Regions from separate parts of the Cricetulus griseus genome. Here regions 1 and 2 are each linked to region 3. Evidence: chromatin contacts called from public Hi-C data. All regions are on one chromosome and are shown on one strand. Each heading gives the region's core, a stretch centred on a gene start, on an enhancer-like site or on the middle of the called end of the contact. The rest is flanking DNA. Distances are from core to core; before and after follow the strand shown. Region 1 overlaps Smurf1 (E3 ubiquitin-protein ligase SMURF1). Region 2 has its middle 21 kb from the start of Arpc1a. Region 3 holds the start of Smurf1 (E3 ubiquitin-protein ligase SMURF1).

Region 1 (3,465 bases), core at 153-2,652, 68 kb after region 3:
AATTTCCTGAGTTTAAATAGGTCTCCCTCTGGTGTAGAATATTTCACTTCCAAGGAAATTGTTTCACAACTGTAGCCTGGGCAAATTAGACTCCATCTCAAAATAAAAAGTTGTTTTTGTTTTTTTAAACCAGGGAGGGATGGGATTGGGCATATGGCTAAAGAAGAACACTTGTCAGTGGGTCAAGGGTCAAGGGCATGGCTCAGTGGTAGAGTGCTTTGCTTTGGCCTATGGGAGGCCTTGGTTCAATCTCAGGTACAATAAACAAATGAATAAAGGAAATGCTAATTTAAAATGCTTATTGTGACTTGGTTACCAGCACTCACAGCTTGTGTATCTGGTTGGAATCTTTTTCCCATGCCTAGTGAGACACAGCCACTCAACTCTTACTCCATGGATTCTAAGTCCACCAGATGCATGTAAATGAGGCTGTCATAGTTCCGAAGTGTATCTGAGCGAATTTATGTGCTCTCCCAGGTACGTTGGGAAAACCGACTCTATAACGATCAGTGTGTGGAACCACAAGAAGATCCACAAGAAGCAGGGGGCTGGCTTCCTCGGCTGCGTGCGGCTGCTCTCCAATGCCATCAGCAGATTGAAAGACACTGGCTGTAAGAACCAAATGCTCTTCCGCCTCTCAGTGCAGCTGGAGAAAGCTAGGAGGCATCTTTTTCTTTCTTTGATTTACTTTGAATGCTGAATACAGAATTCCTGCCTTCCTCCCTAGTTAACCTTTCCTGGGTTAAGTTTTGAATTGTTTGTTTGCAGACCAGCGTTTGGATCTATGCAAACTAAATCCCTCAGATACTGATGCGGTTCGTGGCCAAATAGTGGGTAAGAATTTTCTCATGTGCATAAAGGGCGATTTGATGGAACCCACTGTCCTGCTCCCGGTACTGATGGGGCCAGGCTTCTAGGGCAGACCACATCTGGGCCATCTCTCCAGAACAAGCCTTTCCTCTTGTCTTTTCTCTGGTTCCCTTCATCTTGTCATTGAAACTGAGTTCATGTGACTCCAGTGGAGATGGAGTGTGTGATTTATAAGTGTCATGCCAGTAACCACAAGAATGGACAGTTGACGTTTGTATTGTCCGGGGGTTGATAAGAGCTGAGACCACACGTTGAAGAGCTGAGTTGGGATGGCCACATATGCAGGAGCTGGAATAAATGGCTTCTGGGAAGCCCCATCTTATATGGCAAAAGCAATGACAAATCCAAGTAATGTGATTTATAGCCAGAGGGTTTCGTTGTGTGGCGAGAACGATTAAAATGTGCTCACCATGTTGACCAGAGGCATTCCGATGGAGTGACCTCCGAGTTGCCTGTCCCCTTGCCCACCCTGTTCTTGGCAGTGTCTTAGGGGAAAGCACATGCTGGCCATGTGTACTGACTGCATGGACTCGGGTGGAGCAACAGCCAGGCTGAGTCACTCTGCAACTCCAGATGCCTCAGGTCCCAAGACAGTGAGCAGCGTATCCACCCTGGCAACGGCTTATCGATGACACTCACATGCAATGCATTCCCACCTGGAGTCTCTTCTTTCCTCTGTGGAGGGATGTCAGGGGCGGAAACCACACAATTGAAAACTTAGGAGTAAAACCACTTTCTTGTCCTTGCCAGTGAGGCCAGACATGAATGTTTCTTTATACTGAACATGACTGTGGGCACTGAAGATGTCCTTTGTACCTCCACTAAACATAAACCAGGTCTTCTTAAAATTGGAGGCTAGTGTAATGGGATTACACAGTGTTCGGTAGCTGTATGGGGGGCAGGGAGCAGGAGAGCCTCAGCAGCTTCTCTGCTCTCTGCTTTCAAGGACTGTTGAAACAGTGTGTGGGGTTTGCAGCTGTTGGCCCGAGATGCTTCACACTGAAGCCTCAGTGTGTGTGTGTGTGTGTGTGTGTGTGTGTGTGTGTGTGTGTGTAAACTCACTTTCTTTTTATGATACTTGGATATATGTTATAGGGTGTCAGTGGCTCACTGTGTGGCAGGGTGTAGAGCAACCCTTGGTTCTAATGTAAGCTCTTCTTTTCTGTTGTAGTCAGTTTACAGACCCGAGACAGAATAGGCAGTGGAGGGTCGGTGGTGGACTGCAGGGGACTGCTAGAAAATGAAGGGTACGTATGCCTACCGTGATGCCAGCCATGTTCTTTGTCCCCATAGGAAAGAACCTGTGAACCTTATACTGCTGTGGAGGGTAAAACTGTTCCAGACTACTAGTTTATGAAGGAAGGTGTAGCTACCCCAGGGATTAGGTCCCCCCACAATATGTGACTCTGTGTGTGTGTGTGTGTGTGTGTGTGTGTGTGTGTGTGTGTACGCGCGCGCGCCACCCACCTTGGGTTTTTTTAAGATTTATTTATTTACTTTGTATGTGTTGGTGTTTTGCCTGAATGTATGTCTGCGTGAGGATGTTGGATCCCTTGTAACTGGAGTTACAGACAGTTGTGAGCTGCCATGTGGGTTCTGGGAATTGAACCTGGGTCCTCTGGAAGTGCTCTTAACTGCCGAGCCATCTCTCTGGCCCCCACCTAGGATTTTGAAAAAGGTCTTTCACTGGCTTGGGACTCACTAGTTAGCCAAGGCTGCCCAACCAGTGAGCCCCAGTGAGCACTGTTTCCTCCATGCATACACTAGCTGGGCTTTGAACTTGGGTCCTCATGCTTGCACAGTATGTACTCTACCCTCTGAGCATCACTCCAGGCCTTAGACTTTGTTTCAATCATGATTTTATAAGACAGAAATTGGAACATTGGCTTGTGTTTGATTTTTTTTCTTCAAAATGAATGTTACTTTGTTCAGCTGCAATAATGGTAAAGTCATTGCCTTTAAAAAAGTAGTCCATGCCAAAACATGAACAGATAGAATGGTAAAATGTAGGGATTGGACTGACAATAGTCCACTGGTGGAGAGGACTGGGAGCAGCCTGCTATCACCCACTGTAACTGGTGCTGGGTTCGGGTAGAAGCCCATTTTCTCGCCTTTCAATGTAAGAGGGTTTTTAAAAAGTATTCGATTGAAAGGGGAAGCGACTCATTAAGAAAAAATGTTTTTGAAACTGCTGGGGAAGGGGGCAAAGAATGTTTAAAAAGCAGTTAGAGCCATAGTATTTTATGTAACAAAGAGAATGGAGTGTTTGGATTAAATCAAGAAAAATGAAATGTCATGAGCACCTTCTGCTGCTCCTCCCATCACTTAGAGCTGTAGCCTGGAGTGGCCCTGTTAGTCTAAATTGGGGTTTCCTCTGACCTCTTGTTCCATTTGAGAGTCTTTCTCACTGGACACCCTAAATGCCATGAAACTTAACATTGGGAACACTATCACTTGTTAAAGGGACGTAGAACAGATGTATGTCTACTTTGAGTGTGTGAATCTTGTGGCCCTTCCCTGATGTTCCCATACCTGCTCTGCCCCGCCCCTTCCAGAACAGTGTATGAAGACTCAGGCCCGGGAAGGCCGCTCAGC
Region 2 (3,378 bases), core at 18-2,517, 72 kb before region 3:
AGATTTTGGAGTTCAAGCTTCAAGCTGAAGATCAGAAAAGCAACACAGCTGGCCACTAGCTCTCACTCTCCCTCAGCTCAGACCAAAGGGGTGATCCTAAGACTGCTCCCAACTTCATTGCTCCTCAGATTCACTCAGACTGTTGTGTTCTCCTCAACATGGCTAGAGACTCCTGAGACTGACTGCTAGCTCCGAGGCCTTGCTCCTGTCTTGTATAACTTCCTAATGCTGAGATTAAAGGCATGTGATCCCAGGTGCTGAGATCACCTTTGTGTGAGCTGTTTTTTTTAGGACTGGATCAATTTTGTGTGGTCAGTGTGGCCTTGAACTAAGAGATTCATGTGCCTCTTAATCCTGAGTCCTGGGATTAAAGGTGTGTACCACCACTGCCTGGCTTCTATAGCTAACTAGTGTGGCTGCTTTGCTATTTTGATCTCCAGTGGCTTTAATAAACCATAAACAATGTATCACCATAGGGCAGCTCATCTCCAAGAAAACAAAGCCCACTTTCCACAGGTATTAGAAAGAGCTAGAAACTAGCTGGGGACACGTATGCATGCATGTATGTATGTATATAGTATGTATGTATGTATATAGTATGTATGTATGTGTGTATGTATGTATGTATGTATGTATATTGTATGTATGTATGTATGTATATAGTATGTATGTATGTGTGTGTGCAGCACTTGGGTACTTGTAAGGCTGAGGAAGGAGGATCAGAAGTTTGAAGTCTGCCTGGATCTGGTTAATTCAAAACTTCAGATCTGGGGTGAGGAATAGAGTGTAAGTTATGGGTTGTTGGTTGGTTGAAGTAGGGTTACAGAAGCCCAGGCTAGCCTTGAGCTGGTTATGTAGTTGAGGCAATCCTCCCCCATCCACTTCCCTTTTGCTGTGGTTATAGATATGTGTCAATGTACCAGAAAGCTCAATTGTGGGTTTTAAGTGGGTTCATGAGTGCTGACCACAATGGGTTGCGTGATGTGTGCAAGCATGTATCTGAGGGTATGCACTCATGCATGTGCAGATTGTCTGCCAAGTCAAGCACTCCTCCTAGGTCACCCTCTGTCACAAGGAGGTGCAGTTCTGTTAAGCAGCTGTAGATGGACACCTTGTGCCACCAGCCTGTGTGGCCCTTAAAATCCCAGCGGGACTTTTTCCTTTCCCAGGAAAGTTGCAGGGTGGCCCAGGCCCAATGAGTCAAGGTCAGGAGGCCACTCTGAGTCAGCCTGGATTCATCTGCCAGCTCAAGGCTTAGACTCGATGGGTGAGTGAGCTGGGATTACCCAGATTTCATCAAACAGGCCCTGCCCATATGTGCTGTCAGACTTGGCCAGGTCCAGGGCCTTGACTGTGAGTGGGTTTTTTGTGTGTGCCCTCATGCATATGGTAACCAGACAACAACCTCGTGTGCTGTTTCTCAGGCACGGTGCACTTTATCTTAAGACAGGATCTCTCACTGGCCTGGAACTCACTGCTTTGGCTAGGTTAGCTGGCCAGTGAGCCCCAAGGTTCCTCCTGTCTCCACACCCCCAACACTGGGCTTACAAATGTACACCCAGCCCCCCACTTTTCTGGGGACTGAACATAGATCCCTGTGCTTATAAGGCAAGTACTTTCCCCTGGAAAAGCAGCAAACACTCTTAACCCCTGAACTATCCTCTGCCCCTGGCTTCTTAAAATTGTTAAACAGGGACTAGGGAAATGGCTCAGGGGTTAAGAGTACTTGCTGCTTTTCCAGAGGACCTGAGTTCAACTCCCAGTACCCATGTTGGGTGGCTCACAACTGCCTATAACTCCAGCTCTAGAGAATCTGGCATCCTCTTCTGGCCTCCATGGACACAGGAAGCATACAGACACTCTTGGTTTGCTACAGAATCTTGGTGCTAGAAAGAACCACAGGGTCTGTGTTCAGAAGACAGTTAACTTCTGCCTTCTGTTAACCTCTCTGATGGATGGATGATCCCTTCTCTGCAGCGTGGATCCTTTAAAGGAGGTGACTGCCCTGAGGTAGCCCAGCCCTTTGGCAATCTTCCTTCTTGCAATAGTTCTTTGTTGGCTGTACTATGGAAGGTTTTCCCAGTAACCCTCAAATTGCAGAAGCTATGGCCAGCCTTGAAGGCGGGAAGCTAACTCTCTGACACAAGATTTGAGCTTTGTGTTTCTGGAGGTAGAACTCAGGGTCTTGGGCACCCTAGGCACACACTGTGAAGCTGAGCCACATCCCCAAGCCCACACTAGAGGATTCTAGGTAATCACACTACCAGTGAACCACGTCTCCAGCCTCTCATTGGCAGATTCTAGGCAAGGGCTCTACCACTGAGCCACACCCCCAGTCCCACACTGGGGGATTCTAGGTAGGTGCTCTACCACTGAGCCACACCCTCAGCCCCTCACTGGGGGTTTCTAGGCAGGTGCTCTACCACTGAGCCACACCCCCAGATCCTCACTGGGGGGTTCTAGGCAGGTGCTCTACCCCTGAGCTGCAGCCATAGCCCCTCACTGAGGCATTCTAGGCAAATGCTCACTCTATCACTGAGCTATATACCCAGCTTTGATTTTGAGCATTTTTTAATCTTTGATTTATTATATTGAACAGTCCCTTTATTTTATATTGTTGTTTGGAGAGAGGGTCTTCTATGCAGTTCACCCTAGCCTACAAGTCAGGATCCTCCTGCATCAGCCTCATGCATTCTGCTGTTACACTCGGAGCCACCATACTCAGCCCTCACAGTGCCTTTGAGTCTAAAGATGAAACAACTGGACTTTTCAAAGGTGACTTTCTGCCCAATGGTCTTATGCTCCTGTGACATCTTCATAATGAAAGAGACTGATTAAAGAGAAAACAGGCAGAGAAATGAAATCATTCTATCCTTGGCTTCGAAGCAGCAGGTGGGGTTGGTGGGTGTTGGACCCCAGGTGGTCTCTAGGCATCCCTTCCTCACCCTGTAGGGGTTGGTACCCATCATGGAGGAGTATCCTTGCTTCTGCTTCTTGCTTCCAGCTGAGGAAGAAACAAAGCATGTTTTGTGCCATTATCTAGCACAGGGACAGACAGTCTCATTAAGCAGTCTGTGACAAAGTATATGCACTCTCTAGTTTAAAAATACTTTTCTGGACTGGGCATTGGTGGCGCACACCTTTAATCCCAGCACTCGGGAGGCAGAGGCAGGCGGATCTCTGTGAGTTCGAGGCCAGCCTGGTCTACAGAGTGAGTGCAAGGATAGGCTCCAAAGCTACACAGAGAAACCCTGTCTCGAAAAACCAAAAAAAAAAAAAAAAAAAAATGCTTTTCTGGCTGGGTGGTGGTGGTGCACATCTTTAATCTCAGCACTCAGGAGGCAGATGCAGGAGGATCTCTGTGAGTTTCAAGCGAGT
Region 3 (3,452 bases), core at 434-2,933:
AGAGATCCTACTGTCTTTCCCTCTCCATGGCTAGGATCACTCAAACTCACCAGCACACCTTGTCCTTGAGGCTGGAGATGCTGAACAGTTAAGAACACTTGTTGTGGGGCTGGAGAAATGGCTCAGTGGTTAGAGTACCTTCTGGTGTTCCAGAAGACCCAGAATTCAATTCCCAGAACCCACATGGCAGCTCACAAGTGTCTGTGACTACTGTTCCAGGGGCTTTGACACCATTACACAGTCTTCACACTAATGCACTAAAATAAAATTAAATAAATTATGTACACAAAAGAGTATTTGTTGCTCTTCCAGAGGACCTGAGTTCAGTTCCCAGTACCCTCACATGGTAGTTCACAACCACTCGTTTCAGATCCAGCACCCTCTGATGTACATATAAACACACATGCAAAACACTCATATGTAGATTAAAAAATATCTAAAACCCCCACAAGACTCAGTTTTTCATGCTTGCACAACAAACACTTTATCAATGGAGCTATCATACCAACCCTCATCAAAGACTCTTAAATGGATTTATTCTGACCTAGGGTCTCAATCTCAATGACAGCTGCCTAGAAAATGAGACAGAGCTAGCGTCTGGATTAACTGTTGCTCATATACTGTTCCTTTTCTTAGACAATTCACTACAGCTATTTGAAACTCTGGGCTGCACAGGGTCATAGAAACAAAACAAACCACTAGGGTAAGGCCAGGTGGGTTGTGGTACAGGCTGGTAATCAGGAAGCTGAGGCAGGAGGATCACAAGTTCGAGGCCAGCTTGGTCTAAAAATGAGCCTCTGTCTCCAAAGAGGGTGGCTAAGTGCTGTGGGTAACAGGGCTAAGGAAGCCACATAAACTCTGTCTATGAAAAGAATTAGGTTCATATCAGATGTGAGTTAGGTAAACATACCCAGCCTTTTCAAGAACGTTTTATTTCCTCTCTAGAATGTGTTACCATAGAGATGGGTTTGCTTGCTGGGGAAAACACAGCTTTTACTTTTTTACCTGCCTGCCTCTCTAGGGGCGCACACGCGCGCGGGGTGTGTGTGTTTCACCCGAAGGCAGGGAATCGCAAATCCCACTGCTTACCTTCCTAGGTTAGTTTAATTGCATGCAGGTCCCTAACCACAAAACCACACACCTCTCCAGTTTACATCACTCATCTAGTTTAGCTGGTCCATATGCCTCACTTCCTGAGGGTCTAGCCACTTTGTCAATCGAATACACCAGTTGCACAGGGCACACCCGATCATTGTGGAAAGTCCTCTCTTGGAACTTGCAGGATCTAAACGTTATTTTCTCAAAAATGATATCGCGTGCCCGTGGGCGCACGCGCGCAAGGTGCTTGGGGTTTCACACAATCCTCTGGCTTCCATCAGGAAAAAGTCCGACTCTAGAAAAATAATTCGATTTCCCAAATCGTTGCACAAGCAAATCAGTTCGTTCCGAGATTGTGGCTAAGAAGTGCTCCGCGAGCGGGATGTCTGTTTCAAGAATCTCCACGGGCTGCAGAAACCTAGTAGCTCCCTGAACCTTCGCGTGCGCGCCCAGGACGAACGCTGTCGGCGTAGCGCCGTGCTCCTCGGGCGCGCGCACGCATGCACGCACGCAAGCGCGGGGCCGCGCAGGGCCGGGCCGGCACGGCGACGGGCGCGCGCAGCTCGGGAGGCGGCGGCGGAAGCAGCGAGGGCGGCGGGCGTCCGGCTGCGAGCGCGGCGGCTCCGGGCTGGCGGCCAGGGGCGGCTCCGGGCGGCGGCGCAGCCGAGCGCTCCGTCCTGCGGCTCCAGCCCGCGGCTCCCGTCCGACGCCTGCGCCGCTCACTCGGCGTCCCGGCTCGGACCCCGGCACCCCAGCCCGTGGCCGTAACCTTGAGGCGGCGGCGGGGCCGGGCCGGGCCGGCTGGGGGCGGCGGCGCTGGATCCAAGGCCGGCCGGCCGCTGGCGGGAGATGTCGAACCCCGGGACGCGTAGGAACGGCTCTAGCATCAAGATCCGTCTGACAGGTAGGCACTACAGGGCCGCGGCCCTCGCGCCCCCAGGCGGTCCCAGGGACCTCGAGGACTCCCACCCCGCCGCACCGGCCGTTGTCCCGGGACCGCCGCACCCCCCACGGCGTGCGCCCCTCGCTCCCTTTCCCGGCCCCGCCCCCCCGGCTGCTCTGCAGGCGCCGCCCCCGCCGCCCAGTACCCTCCCTCTGCATCAGGCCCCACCCCCGGCCATCAGGCCCCGCCCGCTGCGGCAGCCCCGCCCTCTTGCATCTAGCCCCGCCCCTATTGATCCGCAGATCCTCCCCCTTTCGTAACCAGGTTCAGCCCTCGACTGTTCTGCAGACTCCCGCCCCCTCCCCCCACAGGCTCCACCTCTTTACTTTGTAGCCTTGGTGCCCCGCCCTCTGGCTCCTCCCTCTGCATTATTCCCCGCCTGCTAATTTCTCTGCAGTTGGTTTTTTCTGCTTCAAGCCCTACTTGCTGTTCATCCTTCTGTCGGGCTCCACCCCCAACCCCCGCTGATCCTCGGTAGGTACTGCCTCCGGCTCCTCCCTCTTTATCAGGTCCTCCCCTCACCGTTCACACTCTGCCCACACCTACCGTCATTTGCATATGGGCCCCGCCCCCTAACTGCCTCCCTCTGCCCCTAACCTTACCCCTCTGCTTCAGGTCCCGCCCCCTAGCTCCCCTCTCCAGGACCATCCCCTAGCTCTCCTTTCTGCCCTACCCCTACCCTCAGCTGCATAGAGGTCCCGCCCCTCGGGGTCCCCCACCGGCTCTCTTGTGACCCTCTCTATATCCTGCCCCAGGCACCCTCTGTCCCACATCTGCCCCTCCCTGCTCTTCTCCAGGCCTTGTGCCTGGCTCCCTCAGCTCCACACCCACTTTCAACTTCATGTAGGTCCCGCCCCCTCGCTGCACCTTTTGCTCTTCCCACCCTCACCTCAGATTTTCATCATCCATTTCTTCACTCACCATCCTCCTACCTGCTATCCCTCTCTAGTCCCACACCTTACTACCCTCCCACCTGTCTGCTGTCTTTTTCCCTTGTAGCTTCTCATCTCTTCGCCTCCTTTCTTCCTTCACCACTGTGTTCTCTGACCTTCTCACTTCTCCCTCCTGGTATCCCGAGAATCGCCCCCCCCCCCCCCACTGGCCTGCTTTGATCCTCTCTTTGCTCTCCTACCTCCTCACTCCCTCCCCATCTCCATCTTTCTAGGGGCCTTCCCCCCTCTTGGCCCCGCCCCCTCCGCTGCCCAAGCCCCTCCCCTTGTTTCTGTCTGATCCCGCCCTCGATTATCTTTCAGTCCCGCCCCCTCGCTTCTGTCTTACAGCCTCCACCCTTGAGTCGCAAATTCCTCAAGCCTGTCTGGGACCAAACGTCTGTCTCCCAGACTTGTTCTCACTCCCCCCCACCTCTTCAATGGTCCAGACCTCTCCAGTCTAGTCCACTTCCGTTCTCCCT

The links. Hi-C and Micro-C count contacts between places; a contact is called where the count stands out from the background.
Region 1: a Hi-C map of fibroblasts shows a contact between it and region 3, with 2.8 times the contacts expected there. The contact joins the enhancer-like site here to the promoter of Smurf1 in region 3. A contact is called at or near these places in 4 of 8 Hi-C or Micro-C datasets (the CHO-K1 cell line, fibroblasts and liver).
Region 2: a Hi-C map of the CHO-K1 cell line shows a contact between it and region 3, with 4 times the contacts expected there. The contact joins the enhancer-like site here to the promoter of Smurf1 in region 3. A contact is called at or near these places in 4 of 8 Hi-C or Micro-C datasets (the CHK-Q cell line, the CHO-K1 cell line and fibroblasts).

What each region holds. Positions count from the first base shown.
Region 1 is chr4:81,305,583-81,309,047 of CriGri-PICRH-1.0, reverse strand. Smurf1 (E3 ubiquitin-protein ligase SMURF1) reads left to right here. Exons shown (of 17, transcript XM_027413618.2): 4 at 478-611; 5 at 2,042-2,117; 6 at 3,426-3,465. Among named protein-coding and RNA genes, the nearest start is that of Smurf1, 69 kb to the left of the region's middle. Within about 2 kb of position 1,402, at least 2 of the 6 cell types and tissues checked have open chromatin away from gene starts, as enhancers often do. A contact at or near this core is called in the CHO-K1 cell line and fibroblasts, where this site is marked.
Region 2 is chr4:81,446,315-81,449,692 of CriGri-PICRH-1.0, reverse strand. No RefSeq gene overlaps it. Among named protein-coding and RNA genes, the nearest start is that of Arpc1a, 21 kb to the left of the region's middle. Within about 2 kb of position 1,267, at least 4 of the 6 cell types and tissues checked have open chromatin away from gene starts, as enhancers often do. A contact at or near this core is called in the CHO-K1 cell line and fibroblasts, where this site is marked.
Region 3 is chr4:81,374,356-81,377,807 of CriGri-PICRH-1.0, reverse strand. It overlaps Smurf1 (E3 ubiquitin-protein ligase SMURF1), which reads left to right and starts at 1,683. Exons shown (of 17, transcript XM_027413618.2): 1 at 1,683-2,002. The coding sequence starts at 1,948.